2 separate regions of the Mus musculus genome follow, and region 2 is linked to region 1. Evidence: chromatin contacts called from public HiChIP or PLAC-seq data. All regions are on one chromosome and are shown on one strand. The core of a region is the stretch at or near the end of the contact, and the rest is flanking DNA. Distances in the headings are between cores, read along the strand shown.

Region 1 (5,219 bases), core at 165-2,664:
CTAATGCAACTTGGCCAAAGATATAGATATGAAGATATAGGTCAGCTGCCCTCCAAGCTACTAAAATAGGTAGCACAGAGGGGGCCTCTAGGGTTCCTTCTTATAAGAACCCCTGGCACAATGAAATACCTTGTTCTCATGAATGAACAAAATACAAATGAACAAATAAGATGAATTAGAAAAGCTGGCAGGATATGTTATATAAATGGGGCTAACCAGTGGTGTGTACTAATTCTGCTTCCAGTTTTACAACTAAGGTCTCACTAAGTAGCCCAGGCTGGCCTCAAACTCTCTGCCTCCTAGGTGCGGGGGGTAAAAGGTGTGGACCACGGCTTCTGGTCCAAGATAGGTATGTTTTAAAATAAGAGGAGACATCCAAAATATTAACAAGTTATTCAGTTAGTAAAATTCTAGGTGACCTTAATTTCCTTTTTTGTTTGTTTGTTTGTTTTGGTTTGGTTTTTGTTTTGTTTTGCTTAGCTGTCCTCTCGAAAATAGGCATTTGGAGAAATTAGAAGGGGGTGGAGGGAAGCCCTAAGTCCTGCCCTTATTTTTCTTCCTATAAACACAATTCTACCAAGTTTTGTATTATCAAAATACAAAACTCCAACAGAGAAAAAGCATTAAAGTATAACCAGAAGACGGCTAAAAATCTGGCAAGAGCACTCAAATCATCTCAGAGAATACATAATTCTTTCAGAACAGTCTTTGTGATATTAATGGTAAACCAAAAGAAAAGATCAAACTAGGTTTAGTGACTAGGCACTAAAGATGCAAACATTCTTCCAAAGAATAAAGTCCTCAGCTACTAAAAGCCCCCGAGACGTCCCCAGATAACCAGGGGAGTTTGGACTTCTTGTTGGGAGTTAGATATCTGAACAGCTTCTGTTATGGGGAAGATTGCAATTCATTTTTGAAAAAAGCTATTTAGAATTTAGAATTGCCTTTAAAGAGTTCCACGGCCTCTTCATAGCTGTTAAAAAAAAAAAACCCAAAGATTAAAATGCAATCTGTAGTTTGAGGGCTCTTTTGGTTTTTGTATTTTTAAGCATTCGCTGCCCCTGTCGTCTATCGACAGCATTCCTGGGACTGCACTGTGATGGCACAGGAGTCGCCCTGAAAGATGCGCTGTCAAATCTTGCCCAGGTGACTCCACCTGCGGGAAAGGTGCCCACAACCCAGTGAAGCCCCAGGCCCCGCTCTCCCGGTATGCACGCTTCACCTCGAGTAGAGCAAACACACCCGGCTCAGACTCAGAGATCCGGGAGGCGGCGGAGAACCGGCCCGGCAACGCTGTGCTACCGGCAGGCAGACGGAACCATAAGCGTCAGGGCCGAGCGAGCGAGGGGAGCGATGCCATGAGACACCCGGCCCGGCCCTCTCCGCCTCTAACTCCCGCCGCCGGACGTGACGTCGCCCCGGATGCGCGTGCGCAGAGGACATCTGCTGGGAGTCCCACCCACACGTGGATGTTAACCGGGTGAAGCTGAAGCCCTGAGAGGTGGTAGCGGCCGAGTCTGTGCGCCCTTGAGTATCCACGTCTGTCCCTCTCACCTCGATCCCGAAACCCTGGTGATCGTCTCCCCTTCGTTCAGAGTGCTTGCTTAGGGCACTCTTCTGCCCCGTGGAAACCGGGATCCCTCAGGCGGTGTTTCTTCCACCTCGCCCGGTGGAAAATCGGAAACGAGCCTTTGCTAATCGATTGGGCTGCACTTCTTCTTCCAAACGTTCCAAGTGACCATGAGAAAGCAAATCAGTTAAGTCCTCAGCTATTAAAAACTGAGTGATGGGCAGGAGAGATAGCTCGACAATTAAGAGCACTTACGGCTTTTGTACAGAACCCGGGTTCAAATCCCAGCACTCACGTGGTGATTCACAACCATCAATAACTCCAGTTGCAGGAATTCCAAACTACCCCTTCTGATTTCTGCCAGTACGGGGCACGCGCATGGTGCTCATGCACGCAGACAAAACCTTTATACACAAATATTTAAAACTTAAAAACAAAAACTTATTGGTCCCCCAATGATCAAGGAGGGATAAGCAAAACCATTTGTTCATCGTTTACTGTGCAAAGGGGCAGTTGCTGCCATTTGCCTTTTGGCAGCTACTCAGACCTAGAATGCCAAGCGCGCAGTCAGTTAAGGCTGCTTGCTTGGGGAAGCTGCGAGCCGCTGGACAGAACTGGGGCATCCTGTGTGATTTGTCACGGAGAGCATGTTCTTTGTCCATCCCCAGGTGGCACTGAGTTGGAAGCAAGGACTGAATTAGGGAACTATTAGGAAGATATAGCTGTCTGGGACGGACTACTGATTCGTTTTTTGGATTGTTAGTGCCAATCTGGCTCACTCACATTGTAAGCCCTTCCTCCCGAGGTCTCTTCAAGTATTTTTATCACAGTAACAAGCCAAGGAGGTAACACGGCCGCAGTGAGGCGCTGTCCCCATGAGTGTTGGGAAATTACTGCAGAGAAAGCAGTACCTGGGCCGGAGAGTTAGGGATTTTTAAGGCTGTGAGTGAGTGCAGCTAGTGGTGAAGTCACATGCTGAGCTGGCTAATCTTACCTCAACCTGACACAAGCTAGAGTGACTGAAAGGAGGAAGCCTCAAATGAGAAGACACCTCCATGAGACCCAGCTTTTTCTTAATTAGTGATTGATGGAGGGTCCAGCCTATTGTGGTGGCCCCGGGTTCTGTAAGAAAGCAGGCTGAGCAAGTCATGGGGAGCAAGGCAGTAAGCAGCATCCCTCCATGGCCTCCGCACCAGCTCCTACCTCTGGGTTCCTACCCTATTTGAGTTCCTGTCCTGACTTCCTCCAGTGATGAACAGGTCTGTTGAAGTGTAAGCCTCATAAACCCTTTCCTCCCCAACTTGCTTTTTGGTCAGGCTGTTTCATCACCGCAATAGAAACCCTCAGATAGCATACAAAAGGGCCTGGGTCCACGCCAATTGCCACTTTTTAAAGTACTCACTAAATCATAATGGCAGGAAATGACAACCTGGACATGTGTGTATGAAATGGAAGTCATAGCATATTTGAGACTCCACTCCAGTCTGGGCATGTCATGGGGCACAAACAAAAGGAGAAAGTAAAACGGTTTGAGAATTGACTGTTAACATTCAGTTGTGGGAAGGCTGGGCTCTATGTGGTTGCATTTGCAAGCAGCACCCAGAAGCTGCTGCGGGTTGTATGTCCATGTCAAAGTGAAGGGCGGAGGTGTGAAGGTGCCTCGAAAATGAATTCTAGGATGCTTAATCAAATCTTAAGCAGAATGCACGTCAGGGATCCCCACCACAAACGTGGCATTTTACCAGCCCGGCAGCCCCAGGAACCCAGTACCCTGTAATTCTCAATAGAAACAGCAGAGGGCAGCAACAGCAGTGAGTTCAGATAGGCGGCACATTGTCCTGTAAAGGGGAAAACCAAACTGCCAAGGCAGGCTGGGGATTTTGTCTCCACCAACCCAGTAGGCCACAGGTCCGTCCTCACCTTGCAGGTAGAAGTTCCTGAACAAAGCATAAAAGGACCTCTGTTCACCAAGCAGAAAGGACACAGAATGTCCCCGAGAGGCTCATGTGTGTGGATGTTTACCCCACAGTTGGAGGTATGGTCTAGGGGAGGTTTCAGACCTGGAAAGGTGGAGCCTTTTGTGCAGAGGGGATTTTTGAGATTGGAGGTAGGGTAGAGATGGGTGTTTGATCTTCAACTGGAAACTGTAAGATACGGTTCGTGTTGATTAGCTGAAATACATTCTGAGGAATGATGCCTCAATAGACATTTTGAAGTTGGGAAAATATAGAGCATACTAAACAAAATAAGATAATTAAGATGTAACTGGGCCACATAATCTGTTTTTCTAAGCACCTTAACTCTGTAGACCAGGCTGGCCTCAAACTTGTGGTCTTTCTATCTCAGCCTTCCTCCAAGTGCCAGGATTATGAGCATGCGCCACCACACATATAATCTTACGGAACCATTGTCCTGTGTGCTCTCCTCGTGGACCTAGCAGGTAGTGCAAGGCTGTACTTACTGCTGATGACCCAGTTCAGTGGTATTTAAAGAATGGGCCGTGAACCAGTCTGTGGGGCAAGGATGGCCTTTTAGAGTAGGCATGGAGGTCTTTTATAGCAGTTTGACAATTATTTTATGTCTATTGACATATAGTAACCAAAATTGGGAGTTTATGTTTTGTGTGTCTATTATTTCAGTTTTCTAGTAGGTGATGGATCATCATTGGTCTCAGGATCAGACAAAAAGCCCTGTTGTTGAGAGTGTATAGAGAAGTAAAAATTCATAGGAGATACATACATGCATATATACATACATATCTTTATATATGCTTTCATGAAAAAAAATAAACCCATAACAATTGGTTGTTTGAGCACAGTGTTGGCCTACACCTTTAATCTCAGCACTTGGTAGGCAGAGGCAGGCAGATCTCTGAGTTTGAGGCCAGCCTGGTCTACAGAGCAAGTTCCAAGACAGTCAAGGCTATGCAGAAAAACCTTGTCTCAAAAAACAAATGACACTGGCTTTCAGTTCTAGAATCCAAGACCTGGTGCATGCTAGTCAAGCGCTCTACCACGGAGACCACCTGCAGCCCAGCACAGTCTCATGAACAGGGAAGAGCTGCTTAGTTGACTCTCGGGATCATCAAAATTAAAATGCAATCAGAGATCAGCACTCAGAAGGTAAGCAACAGAGTCGTCACAGGTTAAGGGCAGCCTACGTCACATAGGGAGTTCACGAAAGACTGGTTTGGTTTCTTATAGATGTTATTTAGGGATGTGGAATGGAAATTTAGAAATATTGCATTTATAAAGAGGACATGAGCTGAATTTTTTTCAAGGAAGACACAAATCAGAGGGGGAAAGATACAGTGCTCTTGATTTTCTTGGCGGGAAATCAGCTGGAAAGTAAGCAGCCATTGTGGTTTTCAAGCGAGCCTAAGTATCCAGCCACATAAAACCCTTCACCTGGAGATGTTCCTCGGTCCCAACTCTTCCCCCTCTCTGCTGCTCATCTGTATGCAATGCCATTTCCTTAACACAAGACTCTACAGTAAAAAGCCAAGGGTGTTGGAGAGATCAGTGTGTTCAACCATCTTGACCATCTATAGGGGTTTATCAGGTCCCCCGCCGATAACATGACCCGATGGGAAGAGTAGGTTCGGCTAGAAGGGGGCTGCAAATATCCATTCCCTCTTCAACAAAATGAG
Region 2 (5,498 bases), core at 2,236-4,735, 590 kb after region 1:
ACAAGGGAGGCTGAGACAGGAGGACTGCCCTAAATTCAAGACAAGACTATCTTGGTTATCTATCTATCTATCTATCTATCTATCTATCTATCTATCCATCCATCCATCTATCTATGTATCTATCTATTTATGTATGTATCTATCACATATCTATGTATCTATCTATGTATCCATCTATGTATCTATTTATCTATGTATGTATCTATCTATCTGTCTATCACCTATGTATGTATGTATGTATGTATGTATGTATGTATCTATCTATCTATCTATCTATCTGTCTGTCTGTATGTATGTATCTATCACCTATCTATGTATCTATGTCTGTCTGTCTGTCTGTCTATCTATCTATGTAAATTTCTTCCTTCCTTCCTTCCTTCCTTCCTTCCTTCCTTCCTTCCTTCCTTCCTTCCTTCCTTCCTTCCTTTCTTTCTTTCTTTCTTTCTTTCTTTCTTTCTTTCTTTCTATCTCCAGGCCAACTGTGGCTACCGAGAAAGATATTTTTAGACGACGTTGTTTATTTTATTGGCTTTAATTGTGTGCATGCATGCGTGTCAATGGATGGGTACATGTCCATGAGTATAGGTGAGGCCAGACACATCAGCTATCACTGGAGCTGGAGTTACAGACAGCCGTGAGAGGCCCAGTATAGGTGCTAGGATTCCGACTTCTGCAGGGGCCTAAGTGCTCTTACACCATTGATGCATCTCTTTAGCCCCCATAGAAAGAGCTTGTCTTGAAAACCAAATCCAAAACAAATGCACAAAAGAAAATAGTTTATACACTGTACCAGCAGTGTACAGCAGTTCCCTGTAATAAATGGATACGTGCCTTGTTGCATCATAGAGGCATTCTGGTGCATAGATTCCAGGGTCCCAGAAAGTTAAGTGGGTGGTTTGATGTTTCGTCCATAAATAGGGGCAAGGTTGGCTTATTCTATTGTTCTTTTTCTTTTTAAACTCCAGATCAGTGTGCCACGCGGACGCGGTGATTTAACCAGTAGTCTGGAAAGTTCCCGTATATGAAAACTAAGTGTCTTAAAAAAAAAAAAAAAAGAAAAACCACCCCACCATAGTTCATTGAGTACTTTAATATAAAACAATTTTTCAACTTACAAAAATAAAAAGGGGAACTGCACTGTGTTCGAAACTAGACTGGGAGGAAAAAAAGTGATTCTGAAGAATTTCCTCCAGGTGTAAATATAGCCAAGGAAATCAAAGATAATTGCCGGTCATACACAGAGGTGTGCCTTACTCGTAAAAATAAAGGGTACAAAACTACGGAATCAGGATTGAACATTTGTGTACATAGGACTTTTTCTCTATAGGGGTTTAAATTGGTGCAACTGCCTACCACTTACACATTGTACTGATACAGTTAGTATAGAAAAAGAAAATGTTTATTTTTACTATCTAATGTAATTGATAATTTAACACTATCTCAATAAAAAGACTCCTATCAATAATGGCAGGCAAAAATTAATAAAATTTTTCTTGAGTGCAGGCTGTGTGTGCCGTTCTATACAATGTGGTGGTTGGAGGGCCACCTTTTGTGGCTTCTCTCCGCTCTCCCTGTCACCCTGCAGGAGGATGCTGGGATTACAGCTGTGTACTGTGTTTAACTTTTTTTTTTTGAGGGGGGGGGGTTTCAAGACAGGGTTTCTCTGTGTAGCCCTGGCTGCTCTGGAACTCACTCTGTAGACCAGGCTGGCCTTGAACTCAGAAAGCCACCTGCCCCTGCCTCCTGAGTGCTGGGATTAAAGGCGTGCGCCACCACCGCCCGGCTGTGTTTAACTTTTACATGGCCTCTGGAGATGCAATCCCAGACCATCAGGTTTATAAGGCAAATGGCCCCTGAAATTTGCCTTTCTAGTGCGTATGCCACAGACAATTAATGCATCTTACACGCCCCGCATGCGTGATCTTGTGCGGGACACAGTGACCATACATCCAGCTAAACAAGGGAAGACCCTGATGGAGGTAGTGGAACACTATCTGTAATTCTTGCTCCTTCTGAACTGGCGAGGTCCTTGCTCTCAATGAGTTTGTAGTCTTGTTGGTAAGCTTTTGAATATGTGAGCATTTAGTAAATCAAGCATAGTCTGTGAAGGAATTATATTAAACACGAGCAGGTGCTGACATATGGGACACAGCAAGAGAAGGGCCGAGTTATAAAGGGGCTGAGGTGAGGAAGCAAGTTTTCATGTCAGGACTTTACCTCCTGGAGTGCAAGGCCTGCTATGTGTCTGGCCACTGCCTGCACTTCATTTTGGCCATTTAACTCATCGTCTATTCCTCCAATAATGTCGAATAACAACACATCTCCTCAATCCCAGTGGCTTGCATCACAAACGTTTATTTTTTATTTTTTTCTTCGTATGGCTGAGGATTGGCTGGGATTCAGCTGATCTTGGCTCTGTTCCTCTGGGCCTGGCTCCCAGCTACAAGCCTACTCTGGGCTGGCTTCCTAGAGTTCCTGCAGGGACTGGCACTGCCTGAGGCACGTCTTCTCATGGTGAGGGCAGAGACACAAGAGGCTAAGTCTCACCATGGAAGCACACTAAAAACTTCTGTTGTATCACTTTCACATCTGTCTTTCAAAGTGAGTTCTAAGGCCAAGCCAAACATCAGGGAGACGGGAAAACACCCACCACAGATTCCTTGAGAGCTACTGAAAAATCCCACGATGAGAACCATGGATGGATCATCCTGAAGCAAGGAGGACTAAAGGATTGGAAATAATCCACGCAGACATGGTTATGGGATTGATAGTGTGGGTGGCAGACATGGGCTGTGCATGTAGTCTAATTGATAGAATGCTTGCCGAATCGTGCACAAAGCCCTGAGTTTGTTATCCAGCATCAAGTTAATTGGGTGTGGTAGTGCACATCTGTGATGTTAGCACTGGGCAGGTAGAGGCAGGAAGAGAAGAGGGTTAAGGGTACTTTCATCTACATAGCAAATTGTGGACTAGTTCTGTATGTTTGAAACCCTGTCTGTGACGGTGATGATGATGGTGGTAGTAGTGATAATGATGATGATGATGGTAGTAATGATGATGATGATGATGCAGTATAGATAAAAAAGATGAGCCCAGGTAGGAAAATGCAGGTGTGGGCTGATGTATTTTTTCTGTTGGGCTGAAGTGAAAAGATTAGCAATCATGTGATGCTCTCCCAGAGTTACAGAGTAGTTGGCGTGTACAATGGCAATGCAGATAGACTGGTGTTAAGTGAGACCTCATATTGGAAGAAAGTTCTATTGGAGGACAAAGATTTGGCCAACAACCAGGTAAGGAGAGAGTACACACACGTAGTGAGTGAGACCCGAAAGGTCAGAGTAGGCTCCCAACCCTCTGGGGTGCCTGGTCAAGAGGAACACCCTAAGTCTTTCTCACTTCTATGTTTCTATGATGTCAGGGCTACTTCCTTCCCCAAAATCCCCTCAGCGGCTAAGCATCACAGTGGCGCATGTGACGACCCGTGACGGCCTCTGAAAGTTCTTCTTTTGGTCCCTTCGGCAGGTGGCTGACGAGTGGAGAGCCTGGAGCCCAGCCTGCTTTGGGGTTGTCATCACTAAGACCAGCTGTAGAAGCCTGGCCAGCAGTACCCAGCGGCCTGCCTGGGCTGCAGAGTGCTGTGTTGTGAAATACCAGATACCTCGTTCATCTGGAGGGGACTCCAACAAAGGTCTGCACCTACTGGTGCTTAGCTCCGTGGTAGAACACTTGACTGTTAGAAAAGAAGTCTCTGAGTTGCAACAGCAGCACTAAGGCCCAGGCCAGGGGTGGGGGTGGGGCAGGCCTTTGATCATAACACTGGAAACACAGTGGTAGGCGGAGCTTGGTGGGTTTCAGGCCAGCCTGGTCTACATAGTTAATTCCAAGACAGGTGGAGCTTCAGACATTGTGAGACCCCGTCCCCAAAATAAGCAAATGCTGTTACCACCCAGATCACATTGTCTTCAGAGGCTACCTGGGTAGGAGTAGGGTCTCACCTAATCCCATTGTCTTCCACATACAGTGGGAAGAATACCAGCTAATTTACCATACAAAAAAGCTGAATTTAAAACACAAGCAAACATGTAAACCAGGTGTGGTGGCTCAATCCTATAAGCCCAGCCCTTAGGAGGCTGAGGCAGGAAAATCCGTGTGTTAGAAGCCAGCCTTGGCTGCATAGTAAGACCTTGTTTCAAAAAAAAAAAACCAAAACAAACAACAACAACAAACAAACAAAAACCAAAACCTCCTACCAACTCAACCACAACTCTTTCAGTCTCTAGCAGGTAGCATTTGTAAGTGCTAGTTCAAGGAGAACAAATATCTCACACGTCTAAGTATTCCAGTATATTTACTTGTGTGTGTGTTTGTGTGTGTGTGTGTGTGTGTGTGTGTGTGTGTGTGTGTGTATGTGTGGTGTCTGGTGTATGTGTGTGATATGTGGTGTGTGTTTGTGTGTGTGTGGTGTATGGTGTATGTGTATGGTATGTGGTATGTGTGTAGGTTTGTGTATGTGGTATGTGTACATGCCCGTGTGTGTGGTGTGTATATGTGGTGTCTGATGTATGTGTGTGGTACATGGTGTGTGTGTGTGTGTGTTTGTGTATATGGGGGGTGTACATGCCTGTGTATGTAGATGTGTGCATGTGTGTGTGTGTGTGTGTGTGTGTATACTCGTGTCTTTGTGTACACATGTGTGTATGTGCATATGTGTGTTGTATGTATGTGTATATGTGTGGTGTGTGTGTTTGTGTGTGTGTGTGTGTACACAAGTATGTGGAGGCCATGGGTCAACCTTGATGTCACTTTCTGAGGAGTGATTCAGCTTGGTTTTTGAGAGGGGGGGGGTCTCTCATTGGGGTCTGAGGCTTTCTGGAATCACAAGCCCACTATACCCTTTGTAAAGCTTTGTTTAAAATATGGCTCCTGGGGACCAAATTCAGCCCCTTGTGCTGTGTAGCCGGCACTGTACTGACTGAGTTATCTCTTCAGCTCTGTTTTTTTTCTTTCCAGTCTCATTCTATAGGTACTGCTGCCTCAGACAGTGCAGCCAGGAACAGGCTGGGGCCTGATTTAAAAGACAAAATTCCTGGAACGCTCCCAGCCAGGGAAGTCTGGTTAGAAAACCCTTACAAAAATGTCTCATGGTAGAAATGTCTACCTCCACCCAAGCCCCCACCACAGACCCCCACCCCAGACACCCCCCACCCAAGCTCCTACCACAGACCCACCACAGCCTCTACCTCAGCACCTACCACAGATCTCACTCCAGCTTCCACCACAGACCCACCACAGACCCACAGTCCCTGCCACAGCTCCTACCACAGACCCCCCAACCACCAACACAGCCCCCATCCCAGCCCCCAACACAGCCCCCACCACAGATCTACCACAGACCCACTTCAGTCCCCACCACAGACCTGCCCCATCCCCATCTGACCAGAGGCTTGCTCGAGGGAGAAGGCAGTTTCAGTCATTGCTTGGACCCCGCTGTGTTTAGC

The links. HiChIP or PLAC-seq counts read pairs in DNA pulled down with a chosen protein or histone mark.
Region 2: an H3K4me3 HiChIP or PLAC-seq map of pro-B cells shows a contact between it and region 1, with 6 times the contacts expected there. The contact joins the enhancer-like site here to the promoter of Tbc1d7 in region 1. A contact is called at or near these places in 7 of 115 datasets of contacts at active chromatin or transcription factors (embryonic basal ganglia, embryonic forebrain, embryonic stem cells and 4 more).

Annotation. Positions count from the first base shown.
Region 1 is chr13:43,170,087-43,175,305 of GRCm38.p6, forward strand. Tbc1d7 (TBC1 domain family, member 7) reads right to left here and starts at 1,415. Exons shown (of 8, transcript NM_001252639.1): 1 at 1,223-1,415. It overlaps Gm40929 (a long non-coding RNA gene), which reads left to right and starts at 1,736. Exons shown (of 4, transcript XR_873309.3): 1 at 1,736-1,756; 2 at 3,498-3,605; 3 at 4,541-4,692.
Region 2 is chr13:43,761,941-43,767,438 of GRCm38.p6, forward strand. No RefSeq gene overlaps it. Among named protein-coding and RNA genes, the nearest start is that of Cd83, 20 kb to the right of the region's middle. Within about 2 kb of position 3,486, at least 107 of the 459 cell types and tissues checked have an H3K27ac peak or open chromatin away from gene starts, as enhancers often do. A contact at or near this core is called in pro-B cells, where this site is marked.